Linked DNA regions of Arachis hypogaea: region 1 is linked to region 2. A link is a contact called in public Hi-C data. All regions are on one chromosome and are shown on one strand. The core of a region is the stretch at or near the end of the contact, and the rest is flanking DNA. Distances in the headings are between cores, read along the strand shown.

Evidence for each region. Hi-C and Micro-C count contacts between places; a contact is called where the count stands out from the background.
Region 1: a Hi-C map of an unstated tissue shows a contact between it and region 2, with 7 times the contacts expected there. The contact joins the promoter of LOC112775571 here to the enhancer-like site in region 2. A contact is called at or near these places in 5 of 8 Hi-C or Micro-C datasets (leaf and an unstated tissue).

The regions. Positions count from the first base shown.
Region 1 is chr19:147,321,015-147,328,308 of arahy.Tifrunner.gnm2.J5K5, forward strand. It overlaps LOC112775571, which reads left to right and starts at 3,818. Exons shown (of 4, transcript XM_025819274.3): 1 at 3,818-4,213. LOC112775573 (a long non-coding RNA gene) reads right to left here. Exons shown (of 3, transcript XR_003189586.3): 1 at 7,172-7,294; 2 at 6,964-7,083; 3 at 5,793-6,863.
Region 2 is chr19:147,265,109-147,272,009 of arahy.Tifrunner.gnm2.J5K5, forward strand. No RefSeq gene overlaps it. Among protein-coding and RNA genes, the nearest start is that of LOC112779876, 7.2 kb to the left of the region's middle. Within about 2 kb of position 2,368, at least 2 of the 3 cell types and tissues checked have open chromatin away from gene starts, as enhancers often do.

The sequences.
Region 1 (7,294 bases), core at 2,568-5,067, 57 kb after region 2:
CTACACAAGCCAAGTAATACCAGCTTGTGAGGGGATGCTAGTTAATATAGATACAGGAAATAATAGTTTCAAATGTAAAAGATTTGTTAATATATTTTTGTTTGTTTGTTAGATTGTTCAGCTGACTAGTTTGTTAGGACTAGCTAATATATAATTTGTTATTCCTTTTTTTCTTTTCACACTTTTTTTACAACTATATAAACTATATAGCATAGCGTAAAATTCTTATGATGTATTATTCAATTGCAATTAGAAAATTCATCATCACAATACTCTTCTCTCTCTCTCTTTCAGTTTTTTCTTGATCATTCTTTTCTTCTTTTTCTTCCTCATTCTACTGCAACCATTTCACTAGCTGATAACAACTCTTTTTCCATTTATTGTTAATTTACTGCCCAAAATTGATACCATTTTACATATTATATGAGATTTTCTATACCTCATAATCATGTAACACCATTACTAAAGGAGTTTGAATCTATAATTATCTTATTTAATTTGGTGCCATAAAAGAAACTAATTTAACAAATATAATGGAAGAAGTCAACTTTATGGTTGACCTATCTAACGGTAAACTCATAATCTCAAGCAGGGTTAGTTTAATTAAGAATGCTAGGGGTCAACAACTTTTGTATTTTGTAACCATCAATTAGTCATCAATAGTGTTTTTAATGATGTGATATTACATCCAATGGTGGGAGATCACTCACTTTTCTTTTGATGATTAAGTACTGGCTACAAAACACAAAAATTACTAGCCCCTAGACTTTCTCTAGTTTAATTAAACATTGATTAATGCTAAAAATATATGCAAATTAAAGTTATCCTACTCACGTATATGTTTATAAAACTAGCTTAAATAACCTCTTATTAATTAATTAAAGATGCACTCATGCATATATATTTTAAAGCTGGCTTAGCTTGACGTGTGCTTTTAGGTGGTATTAGCAACCGTTTGACTTTTTAATTTAACGACCCTGGACTTACAGTTAATGAAAGCTTTAATTCACTTTACGGATTATTAATTAAGGTAACTACTAATTAACATTATCATCTTCTTTCTTTTTAATTTATCTCAACAATGTCGTGAAGATTAATATTCGTAGCTACCAATAACATTGACCAATTAATATTTTCTTTTCTCTTTATTTAAAAGAAAATGTGAATAAAAAAGAAGCATAAAGATGAATAATAATGGCATGCATGCAAGTAAGTGCTACTCATGCGCCTAAGAAATGGCCGAAAGGGAATAGTTCTATGTAATGTAATAATCCACATTCCATTCCCCAAGTATGCCGCAGTTACAGGAAAAAAGAGTAAATGATACCTTGGGATCTCAGTCATATATATAATTAATATTGTTTCTATATATGCTCACATGAGAGTTGAGACCCTTAGATTATGACTTACTCAACCGTGGTTACGTTCTATATTTATATTTATATTTATAAATATAAATAAATGGTATGTATAACGTTGTTATTATAATATATAAGATGTATTTTTAATGAAATAAGGCAAACAAAGATATGCAAAGGTCAAGAAACACAGCTCAATTCAACTACTTCATGCCCCCAACATCGGCACAAGTTGTGTTTTTATGTTGGACAAAGATTATGTGCATACACATAAACATACACTTGTTTATTATAATAATACTACTTGTATGAATTAAGCTACTAGCTAGATAGGCTTAGTGGTTGCATGTGAATGTTTAATGCTGGTTTTATTAATTATTATAAGGGCTGGAATTGGTTGGCTGAACCAGCCATGTCAATTAAATATAATATTTTTGGGATCAAGCACAGATCCCAATTAGGTCTTTTTTGTGTTAAGATAAAGGACATCTTTCACAAGTCAACTGATGAATGATATAACTATCAGGTTTCAGTTTCACACATGGGGATTGTCAAAAATATCAATTCCATATTTAATTAGTATTAACATGGGACATGTTGAAATAATGAACTGCCTCTTCAGTGTTCAAATTGATTGTTGAGTCAAAGTCGGTACCCTCAGAATTAAAGTCAAAGGAACTATTTTTTCTCAGACATGGATGTGATATGGTGAATTTGGTGTAGGTTGTCATTTCAACCAGAATAACTTCAATGCCAGTTTCCAAGTAAGATCAATTTCAACATATTGAATTGAATTATAGTAAATTGGTATCGGGAAAGAGAATACTTTAAAATTATCTTATATTCAATTATATTATTATTATAACTAGCTAATAAAAATTTTGCTAATACTGTTTGATTTGAAGGACGAGAGACTTGTTCTATTAAAATCTCTAGTTCTTCTGTTTTACTTTTTTTTTTTTTAGGATAGACTAATGTGTGATTCTAATTATGTTTATTGGAGTTAGCCATTGGGCCGGGCTAAGCCCAAAAGGGAGAGTGATATCTCTTTTGAGTTTGGTGAAGCATTTTCAAGTCTACTAATGGTAGCGGATTACGGATATGTAGTCCTAGATCATGAACATAGTTAATATAATGGGCCTCCATTATCCATGTATCAGATCCAATTCTCAAAACCCAGAAAGCTCTTTTGTCTCATTTCCGTCACTACAAGAAACTCAAAAATTCATAGTAAAAGAAAAAAAAAAAAAAAAACCCAAAAATTTCCTATTACCGTGAATCCGTGATCAATTACCCTATTACCCAAAAGTGTTAGTCGATGATATCATGATTAATGATCTGTCAAGGACTTGTTTAAATGATTTTTGAAGGAAATATTTTTTAAGTAATTTTTTTAAAATAATATTTTGAAAAAGTAAATTTAATTTAATGTTTAGATATTTTATATAAAAATAATTTTTTATCTATTAAATATATTTAGATTCGATAATATAAAAATATTTTTTGTTTATTTATTATGTTAAAATATATTTTTTAAATAAAAATATATTTTTTAAAAAAATTTGAACTGTAAATTCTAAAAAAATAATTTTTAATTCTTTTAATATTTTTACTTTTATCATTAAAGAATTGTTAAACATACTAAGAATTTGTTTAAACATAATTAAGTTGTTCATTTTTCTATAGTAATTAGATCCTAGCTCAACCTATTTGATAATTATAAAAAATAAAAAATTAATTAGTAATTATGACCGAGTTAATTATTAGTTATGATAATTATGTCTTCAATTAACAAACAGTAATAATAAAGAGAATGAGATATTATCGGTGATGACAGGTTAAGGACTAAAGTAATAATAGTAAATGGTTGGAAATTGAGATTGAAAATTAAGAGTGGAATAAGTTAGATTAATAAAATAGCTTAAGAATTTAAAACAATTTTTTAAGAGTTTAAATAATTTTATTATATAAATTTTGTTTTTTATAAATATAAAATTATTTTTATTTATTCACTAATAGATTTAACAGCTTGCTAAGGAGTTATAATTCAAATAATATAGCTTTTTCATACTCATCTAAAAAGTTGCAGGTTCGAAACTCCTTATTTTTGATAATATATATATATATATATATATATATATATATATATATATTAATAGCTTTATGTAGAAATAGTAGTTTAGAAAGGGTAGTTTACTGAGATAAACTTTAAAGTAGTCATTGAAATTGCACTCGAGCCTTAAAGTAATCCCCGAAGTTAATAATTCCTTAAATTCGTCCCTGAAATTGCACTCCGTAACTCATAGTAGTCCTTGAAAAATTTTCCGTTCGTCGGAATCTTAAAAAGACGTCGTTTTGAGAAGTAAAAAAAAAATTGAAAACGATGTAATTTTGTGTTTATTTAAAAAAAAAAAAAAGAAAAGAAAGTAAAACAAAAACACGCTAAACCCCACGTCACCACCCCTTCCCCGAGCCTTCTCTTTCCCTTTCCCAACCCTTCCCCTTCCCCTTCCCCAATCTGCCCTTTCCCTTCCCCTTCTCTCCCTCACAAGCAAGCTTTCCCCAACCCTCTCTGTCGCCGGCCTCCATTTCGGTGCCGCGCCAATCGTCCCTCCCTAACTGTTTTTCACGTTCCCAATCTGCTTCTTCGCACCACCACGAGATCGAGGTGCTCTCCGACCTCGCCGTCCAGATTTCACACTTTCTCACTATTTTCAAGTGCTCTGTCAACCGCCCCCAACCCTCCGTCGCCGACGTCTGCGCTCTCGAGCCCGCCGCACTCGTCGGCCCTCCCTATTTGTCACCGTTTGCTCTCTGTCTCCCTCTGCATCCTTCTTCTCTGCTCTGCGGCAAAGGTGAGTTTTTTTAAATTTTTTTAGTTATTGAATCATTATTGTTTAATATTTTGGATGATTATTGCTGCTCATGATTGTGTTTTAATGTAGTTGCCATGGTTGATTTTTTGTTATTTTTGATTCTGTAATTGTTGATGTTTTTTTGTGATTGTTGTTTTTGATCGGTTGATTGATGCTGGTTATTTAGGTTAATTGATCCTTTCTAATTGTTGTTGGTTCTTTTTTGTGATTTTTTGTAATTGTTAGTTTTTTCAATTCTGTGATTTTTGTTGGTTTCTGAAGATGTTGTTGTTGTTGCTTGTATGAAATTGAAGAAGAAGAAGAACATCAGTGAAGAAGAGAATTGGTGAAGATAAGGATTAGTTTTTTTAATAAATATAAAACGACGTCGTATTGGGTATTATTTTTTTTAATAAATACAAAACGACGTTGTTTCAGTCCAGCTCAGTTTTTCGTTAGCAAGGATGGACGAAAATTATTTCAAGGACTATTATGAGTCCCGAAGTGCAATTTCAGGGACGAATTTGAGGAATTATTAACTTCGGGGATTACTTTGAGGCTCGAGTGCAACTTCAGGGACTACTTTGAGACTTATCTCTACTTTACTCCAATAAAAAAACCTAGTACCCACAAGAACTGCGTAACACGCACAACTCTCACTCTCAATCTGCCGTTGATGTCTTTGCGTCTCCGTGCGTCGTCCTCTGCCACGTCTCCTTTTTCTTTGCCGCCGAACAGCTGACTGCACTCCTCTTCTTGGTGCTTTCATTGCTGAGACTTTTGCCGGCAGTTTTTGGACCACCGTTCTTGGTTCTATCATGTGTGAACTGGTATATCATCATCTCCCTTTTAATGTTTGTTTTCTTTCTAATCGATTTAGTGAGTATTCTCTGATATTCAATTTGGTCTTGAACTTGGACAAATAGGGCTGGCAATGGGTATCATAGGGTAGGATTTAAACTCTACCTTAACCCTATTCATAGGTTAAAAACTTTTTTTAAATTTTACCCTATCTTATTCGCAGGTTGAGAACTCTTTTTTTTTTTTTTTTTTTTTTGTAATAATATGGGGTACTAGCCCAAAAGCAAAAAGACTACACAAAAATAGTATGAGAGATAGAGACTCCCGTTAAAGTCATCAATAAGCAAGCTCTGAAGATCTGAAGGAGGCAAGTCTATAAAACTATAACCTGGTAATGTGGGCACACCGATTTGCCTCCCTATAAACATGTCTAAATATAATCTCCCAAAGTCGCTTCATCCACTCTGCTATCTTTCGGATTATATGGCTGTGGCCGTGGCTATCACTAGGGTTTCTCTTAATGTACATAATTGCATTTAGAGAATCCAACTCTACTATAACCCTTCTCATCCCTAGACTCCATGCTGTCTGTAAATTCTATCCGCACCCTAAAATTCTAAATTCTACTCTATCCGACCCTACCCGCATAAATAATTTTTTTTAAATAAATGTAAAATTCAACCATTCCAAATTTCATACATATTAATAAAATAGAAAATAAAAAACTAAGTTCAAATTAAAATTAAAAATAATAAAATCTTAAAGAAATCCAACATAAAATTACAAATAATATGATCATCAACTAGTTTAGTGATTATTTCAAGTTTTTATAAAAAGAAGATTGTGAGTACAAGACTTACTTTCTTCACTACATGTATAACTTTTACATATATATTATATAATATATTAAGGGTGCATATAGGGTAGGGTAGGATATACCCTAAACCCGTACCCTACCCTAACCGCAGGCAAATTTGCACCCTATCTTACTCTATCCGCAGCGGATAGGGTAGACAACCCTAATCGAACGGGTTGGTTTGGATTGAGTACCCGCGGGTAGGGTATATATTGCCAGCCCTATGAAAGAGTCTTAATCTGGTCTTAAAGTTTTAATTTCTAAACTTTGTGAACATGACTCATGTCCTAAAACGCGAATAGTTGGATGCACTAGGTAAAACCACATTTTGGTCAAAAAACAAAAATGTTTATGAGTTGGAAGTTGCCAGAAAAATTGTTCTAGGACTAATGCCATTCATGTTTATAAAGTTTAGAGACTAAATAGTATGCTTCTAAAAATTGGATCAGACCAGTCGGTCAAACTAATTCAACCGAAAACTGGTAATAAAAATTATTCGGTTCGCTGATAATAAAAATTGTTCTAGGAACCGGCCGGTTCTTGATAAACGGCGCCGTTTTCATTTTTTAGGAAAAAAAAACCCAACGTTCAGCCTCACTCACTCACCCCCCCCCAACCCACCCACACAACACCCCTGTGTTCGTGATCACTATCCCTCTGAACCCTGAAGCAAAGTTCAAAATCACCAAACCTAAACCCTATCCCTGCAACGGTTCTGCCGCCGCCGTCTGTGCTGTCGGCGCCTCCGCGGCTTCCTCCTTCCCGCTGTCCCGAGCCCAGGCCCTGTCTTGTAGCTCGGCGTCCTCCTTCCCCCTGTTCCCGTCCTGCCTGGCTTCTCTGTTCGAGGCTTGGAGCAGCTCGCCGCCGTGTCTCCGGTCGCCGTCGTCTCGCCGGTCGCCGTCCGTGTATCCGTCGAAGGTTAGTGGCACTTCACTTCTTCTAGTTCTAGCCATTCAAATCCATTTTATATATGGGGTCTTTGATTCTAAACATCTGCCATTGGAACACCACATAAAACAAAATCCAAACACCTGATTAAAACAATAAACGATTTAAAAAACTGAAATTTAGAAACTTAGAAAAAAATACTCACAGTTTGCTGCATGAAGTAACCCTTAGTAGCTGGGTCAGGGGTAGCAGTAAGACCAGGGTTGTTAGTTGGTAACTCCTTCGGTTCCAAAGCCATTGAGAACAGACGAAACCCACTGAATTTCTGCAACAAAAGAAAAGGGAAAAATGAGGTTAGCGCTTAGAGCTTAGGGCATTGAAGGATTGGATGAAAAAGATGAAACTTTTGGAACCTTTGGTTTGTGGGTATGTGAGAGTTGGAAAGGGATTGAATTGGGAGAGAGGAAAAATTGGGGTTTGGCGATGAATCGGTACATAAAATTGTACCAAATTTGTCAGTAACAACTCTTTTGGGG
Region 2 (6,901 bases), core at 1,118-3,617:
TAGATTCTTGGAAAATTGCCTTTATTTCAGTGCTGTAAAATGCATAAACGTACTATAAACATTTGCTGTTGGAACCACCTTTGTCTTTTTGGTTAGTTATGTGAGGACCATAAAGAATAGCTTCTTTTTCAACTAAGTTGTTAAGAGTTATGAGGTTGAAGAATTCTGCTAATTCAATATGTATGACTAATCAAAAATGTTATTTGCACACTAAAATTAATTATCAAAATCAGTCATTATATATTTGTATATAAAAATATATATACACTTTTATTTGTGTATTTTATTCTAGTGACTGATTTTGATATGTATTTAACATGGTTGATTATTAATATTTGTAGTGATTTTACGAATGCAAGATTTAATGTCAAAATCAGAATGGAGTAGAAAAGAAATATTTGACCCTGCTTAAGCTAAGGAATGGGGGTGTTAAGAAAAAGGTTAAAAGGGTATTAGTGTAACCTTGAACATTTATGTTAATTACTTACAATGGTGGAGTTGTACCAAACCAATAGGAAAAGGTAGAGATGGAGAGAAGGGAAATGATGAGTCTTATTGGTAAGACTCATTCATTCATGCCTTGAAAGGCAAGAACAATGCTTATATATAAACAAATCTAATTATGGGTTTGAGGCTCTTTCTAAAGGGATTTGGCAACATGTCATGATCTGTCACACTACTTTACAACCAACATTAAATTAAATGATACCTTGCTGGTAAACCCAATTGATTGCTCAAATTAATCCCTCACTTAAACTTCTCCAACCGATATGATATTTCTTTCAAATATCTACAACCCCCCTTCTTTAAGTTATGCCTCTAATTATTAATTTATTATTATTATTTTAAACCACATGTATCCTATTCAAGATAATTTTGCTTAAGTTGAGTAGGAATTATTTGAACGACAAAACTTTTCTTTACAAAAATTAATTTAATTACATATTTATAAAAATATGAAATCAAAATTTTACGTAAAATAAAAAATATAAATTAAATATGTAAAATATAAAATTGTAATAAGACTTAAATCATAAAATCAAATGACTTAATAAAATTTTATAAAATCGATTAATTTATTTAAAATTATAATATCAAAAAATTTTAAGAGTTAAATAAAAATTTTTGTTATTAGGATTGAATTGACCTATGGGATCATTGGTGCTTCTAACCCAGGGGTGAAATCATCAAAGGGACAAAAGTCCTCCATCAACAAATTTTGGTTTCCGGCCACATTGAACCCATGACTGCTCTGGGCTACTGAACAGAGGCCATTTTATTATGTGAAAGAAATTGGGTCAATTTCATCAACAACCTCTTAGGTCTAACCAATCTATTACAATGTGAATCTGTTTGAAGTTCTCTATCAAACTTGGGTTGGTCTGGGAAGAGTGAGGGCAACTTCTTCCAACCCTTTTGAGCAGAAAATGACCACAAAACAGTCCATTTATTAAATGCTTTATGCATATGCTTCACATTTCTAGCCGAAACTATAGAATTTACCAAGTTTTTGCCTTAATTTATTTCACATGACTAATAATGAATTTAGCATCAAGGGTGATTAATCATAGGGTTTATCACAAGATATCATAATAATACCAGAAATGTTAGAGAACCAATAAAATTTATTATTTTTGACAGCAGTTAACCAGTAATATTTAAAAGTGTGAGCTAAAATATATTATTTGATTGCTAAACTAAAAAAATTAGGTTGAGGACTAAAAGTGCTAGCCAAAAATAATAAACTCTATTTGTCCTTGCTTTTTTCTAATAATATTTGATCTATATAATAGACCCTACTTAACAGCTCCTGCTAATTGTTAGGTTTGGTAAGCAATGATGCTAAATTAACTTTTGTGCTTGCAATTTACTGGTTAAAAAGGATTCACCAAAACAAAGAAAACCTAGCCACAACCACAAATAGTCAATCACTCTCAGTGTCCTATTGATTTTTTTTTTCTATTGATTTTTTTGACAATGGCAATGAGTTTAAGCCTTGTTCTTAGCAAGTAAAAAGATCATAGGAAAATAGAGATAGATCAAGTTTTTAATTTGCTTCCCGCAATCTGTAAAAAAAACTTTCACTTATTAATTGTGATTGTGTTGAGCTGTTCTCCTTTTTCTTCTCCGGATTAATTGTGTTTATCTTAACATATTTGTGTAACTATGTTGAGGGCAAAAAAATAATGAAGAAGCAAATCTGGGCTTTTTTGGTGGTCTTTTAGGCTTTTTGTCTTTTGGCTATTGTAATAATAGAATTTGCCCTTTTGAGTGTATAATTCTTTTGGGCTATTATACATATGTTATTTCTTAAGAAATATGCTCCAGATTCCAGAGATAGCCCACAAAGTTTTTTAACCAATTGATGGAACTGCAATCCCACTTTAAACGAAAATATTCAGGACCAAAAAATGATTGCCACCTGCCACCAGATACTTGGATGAGAATTGAAAAGGAGACCACAAAATCAAATAAAAATATAAAAATACAGGCCGTACTAATAATGATAATAGAAGTTTTACTTAAAAAAAAAAACTTACTAAGGTTATCAATATAGAAGTTTTGTACAATTTTCTTTTCTTTTAAAAAGCAGTATTTTATTCTCATCTATATTTAGATTGTACAATATGTCTATATATAAAGGGGTTTGGTGCACAGAACTACTCCAGCATATCATCGTCTCATCTTTTACAATAATTAGCAAGATCTTTGTTGATTAATTGCAAATATTTTCTTTTTCAAATAATTTTTGTTTCTGTGAGAAACTTTTTGATAAAGAACTTAGAAGTCTTTTTGTAAGCGCTTGCTGAATTTTCTAGGTTATGGACAGAAAATAATATTTTTATCATTGTTTTTTTGGTAATAATATTGGAGGAATATAAATATTTTAAAATTACGTCTATTTTATCCTGATATTATATATTATGGCACAAAAAATTTATAGAATCAAACTATTTTTACAAAAAGTCGTAGGAAACAAAAATTTTCGCCGGTTAAGAGAAGATCAAGATCTTCATAGATTAAAAAAATTCAAATAATAAGTTTTTTAGTTCATGTGAAAGAATTTAATTTTTTACAAATAATTAAATTTTAACATTCATTATCTAAAACTTGAAAAATTTTAATGTGTATACTTTTACATCTGATTAGATATTAAGTCGTTGCACAAATACAAATAATTAATTTTCATGTTTGTTATTTGAAAATAATATTTTTCTCTCTATATGTATATAAATATAATTAGATATTAATATAAAAAAATTATATTGATAGTTATAATATTAACTTAAAATTAAATTTTTTTAAAATAATTGAATTTTTATTCTAATTATTAATCACAACATTATTATTTTTTTAAATTATATGTAATATATTTGAAAGAAAAAAAAACAGAAATAAAAAAATAAAAGGTAAAAATTTGAAACTAAATAAAAAATTTAAAATATATATAATAATATATTTTTTATAGAATAGAAAAATAAAGAAAGCCAGAGAATGAGAGAAGAAAGTGAGAGAAGGATAATAAAGAAAAAGAAAGAGAAATAGAATTTATTAATTTTGGAGAAAAAAATTTATTTTAATTATAATAAAAGAATATTTTGTGACTTTTTTTATTTGTCAAATTAATAATATAAAATATAAATTATAAATTTTATATAGAATAGGAATGACATAGATAAGAAGAATAGAGAAGGGAAAAAAGATAGATAAGATAATGGAGGAAGAGATTTTATTAATTTTAGAGAAAAATATTTTATGTCAATTTTAATGAGAGTGTTATGTGACATATTTTGGTCATTAAAATAATAATATAATATAATTATATTTTAATGTTAATATTTTCTTTTTAATTTAGTTATAATTATAACTATAATTAGAGAATGTCATAGTATATATTTTGATTGTCAAATTTATAATTAGTATTAATAATAATATATAAGCGAAATAAAGTAGACGAACGAAGAATGAAAAAGATAGAGAAAAGGAGAAAAAAAAGAGAGAATTCTTTAATTTTAGAGAAAAAATTAATTTTAATGATAATAAAAAAGTAATATATTATACATTTTAAATATAAAGTTAATAATATATAAAATAAATTAAAAAAAAATAATAATGGGAGTACAAACTGAAACTTTCTAAAAAAATTCAGAATAAATTAAAATAGAATTACGTAAGAAAAAATATTTAATTTGAAAGATACATACATTTGCAGTTTTTAATTTTATTATGGAGGTTAGAATGGGGTAGGACTCCATTATGGAGATCAGATGTGCTTTATCTGCATGTGGTGTCAACAGGTAAAAAATCGGACGGTGCGAATGGGGTGAGGTTTATCGGACAGTCCGACTTGTTCACTACAACACGGATCATACGAATTGTTGAGGGAAAATAAAAAAAAAAATTTATTCATGCAGAACTCGGAGGGTCCAATAAACTTCATGTAAATTTCAATATTCCCTCTATGCAAAACGGACCTCCGATTTGCTTATAAAAAATTTTCAACATAAAATCGGAGAATCCGATTTCTTAACACCAAATCTGAACAAAAGCTGTCCCACAAATTGGTCTACCACCTCTAACATTCATAACTACGCACAACACATTCACAGCTTCTATAACCAAAAAAATCAGCCCATACACTTGTCATAAAAACTTAAAAATAAATATCTGATGATCTGAATCTGAAGGGCATACAATAAGATTAGATGTATCCTAGCTATATCGATGAGACTTGTAGTCAGAACTTAGAAGACATTGAAAAGACTAAGAAATTATGCATTTCACTTTCAGGACCCTACAGACATTGGTTTATGCCAATGAAAGACTTTTAAATTATATCATTTAATTTACTGACTCCTACCCTACCGACTTCTTTTCCTTTTCGTCGTTATATGAAGTTGGTGTCTACCTGTAATTGATTTTCCTAGTATATATGATAGAAAAATTCGGTCTCTACTCCTAAAATTGTATGGAATTGAATGGGACAATATTTTGAATACTTGTTATAAAATATTTTATTTGTGTTCAAAATTCTTAGTAATTCGACATTTGAAGTTAGAACACATCCAATAACAAATATGGACCAAAATGCAATGTGTAATGTTTTGACGTACAAGTCATGGCAAATAATCACATGCATGGGTTGTTAAAATTCTGAGACATACATGCTCTACTAGTAATTAACATAGCATGCAACTTGTACCAATTATCCATCATATATAATCTGTTACCCTTAGACATATTGCCCTATATATATATATATATATATATATATATATATATATATATATATATATAAATATATATATATATATATATATATATATAAAAGAAGTGTAGGGTCAGTAAATTTTGTGATTTGTAGTCATTAATTAATTATTATTGATATTTTTAATAGTATGAAATTTTATCCAATAGTAAAATTACTCACTTTTTTTTTTATGATTAAGTGTTGGTCAAATTTTGATAAAAATGCTGGTCCCTAAATTTTCTCTTTCTGTCTCTCTCTATATATATATAGCCTTATATATATGTTTCAAATCAAGTATTTTTTTTTTAAATTTAATTTTAATGCACTATTAACATAAAATAATTTTATTTATATATCTAATTACGTAATATTATATCAATAAAAATAATTATTTTTTATATTAATCCTATGAATAATAATTAATTAGATAATTTAGATTGTTAGTATTTTAAAATTAAACTCTTATTTAAAAAAAAAAATACATTATTACCGTATTTTTTATTACTTATTGTCTAAAATAAAAATATTATTTGGTAATCTTTAAAGTGCTATACAATATTATTAAATTATTAGTATATTTTAAGATTCGGTTAACGATTCGGTTCACTCTATTATTTAATTTCTTATATGGTATAAGAATCTGATATATAAAATATTTCTCTAATATATATAATAATCATTGAGCGTGTGAGGGTGTATCAATTTCAATGCAAGATTGTTGTGTTTAAAAAACAGACCCCCCTCATAATTAAGTTAACTCACCGTATAGTTTGGCTTTTCCATGCAATTGTTATTGGTGTCTTATTAGTTTTAATTTGCTTTCAATATATCAATGTCTTCTTACCCTACCTCAGAACCAGTACCCCTATTATACAAACAACACACTTAATTACAATAATCAATGCCTGCAATTCACAGAAAACGACCTAAATCGTTTTCATGCATGGGATCCATTTCATCCTTTTTTTATTATTTTTATTTTTTTACCCATTTTCATTTTACACTTGCGTCACTAACTTCTAAAAGTGATGGAATACTTAGCTGTTAAAAATTGTTTTTTATTGTTGAGATCCAAATAATAATAATAATACATGGTCTAACAAATAATATAAGGGTTTTTCTAATAAATATACAGTTATTAAGGACACTACAAGTTGAAACTTTTTAATAGAAAATATAATTTAACTAAATAAATGCATTGACAAATTAAAATGATTTATTTTCATTCTCTTGACCAATATCTTTAATTAGTTAAATTCATACTATGTAAAGTAAAAAATAAAATACATTTTGAGTGTTATTATGGTCACTTAGATAATTTTTTATTAGTAGCAGATGTAGGCTTAATTGCGATTAGTTAGTCATTTTAGCATACACTAATAAAAATTAAGAAAAATGCTATTTGTACACCAAAATCAGTCACTAAAATCAGTCACCAATATATTTGTGTATAAATACATGTGTGGTTTAATTTATTTTTAATGTGTATTTATATTTCAACATGTATTTTATACTGGTGGCTGATTTTGGTGTACACATACATAACATAACCCAAAAATTAATTAGCTTGTTAATTATTTAACGTGTGGCTATAATTAATTGTAGAAGAAGTATATAAGGTGTAACCACCTAATTAATAGTTCAATTTTC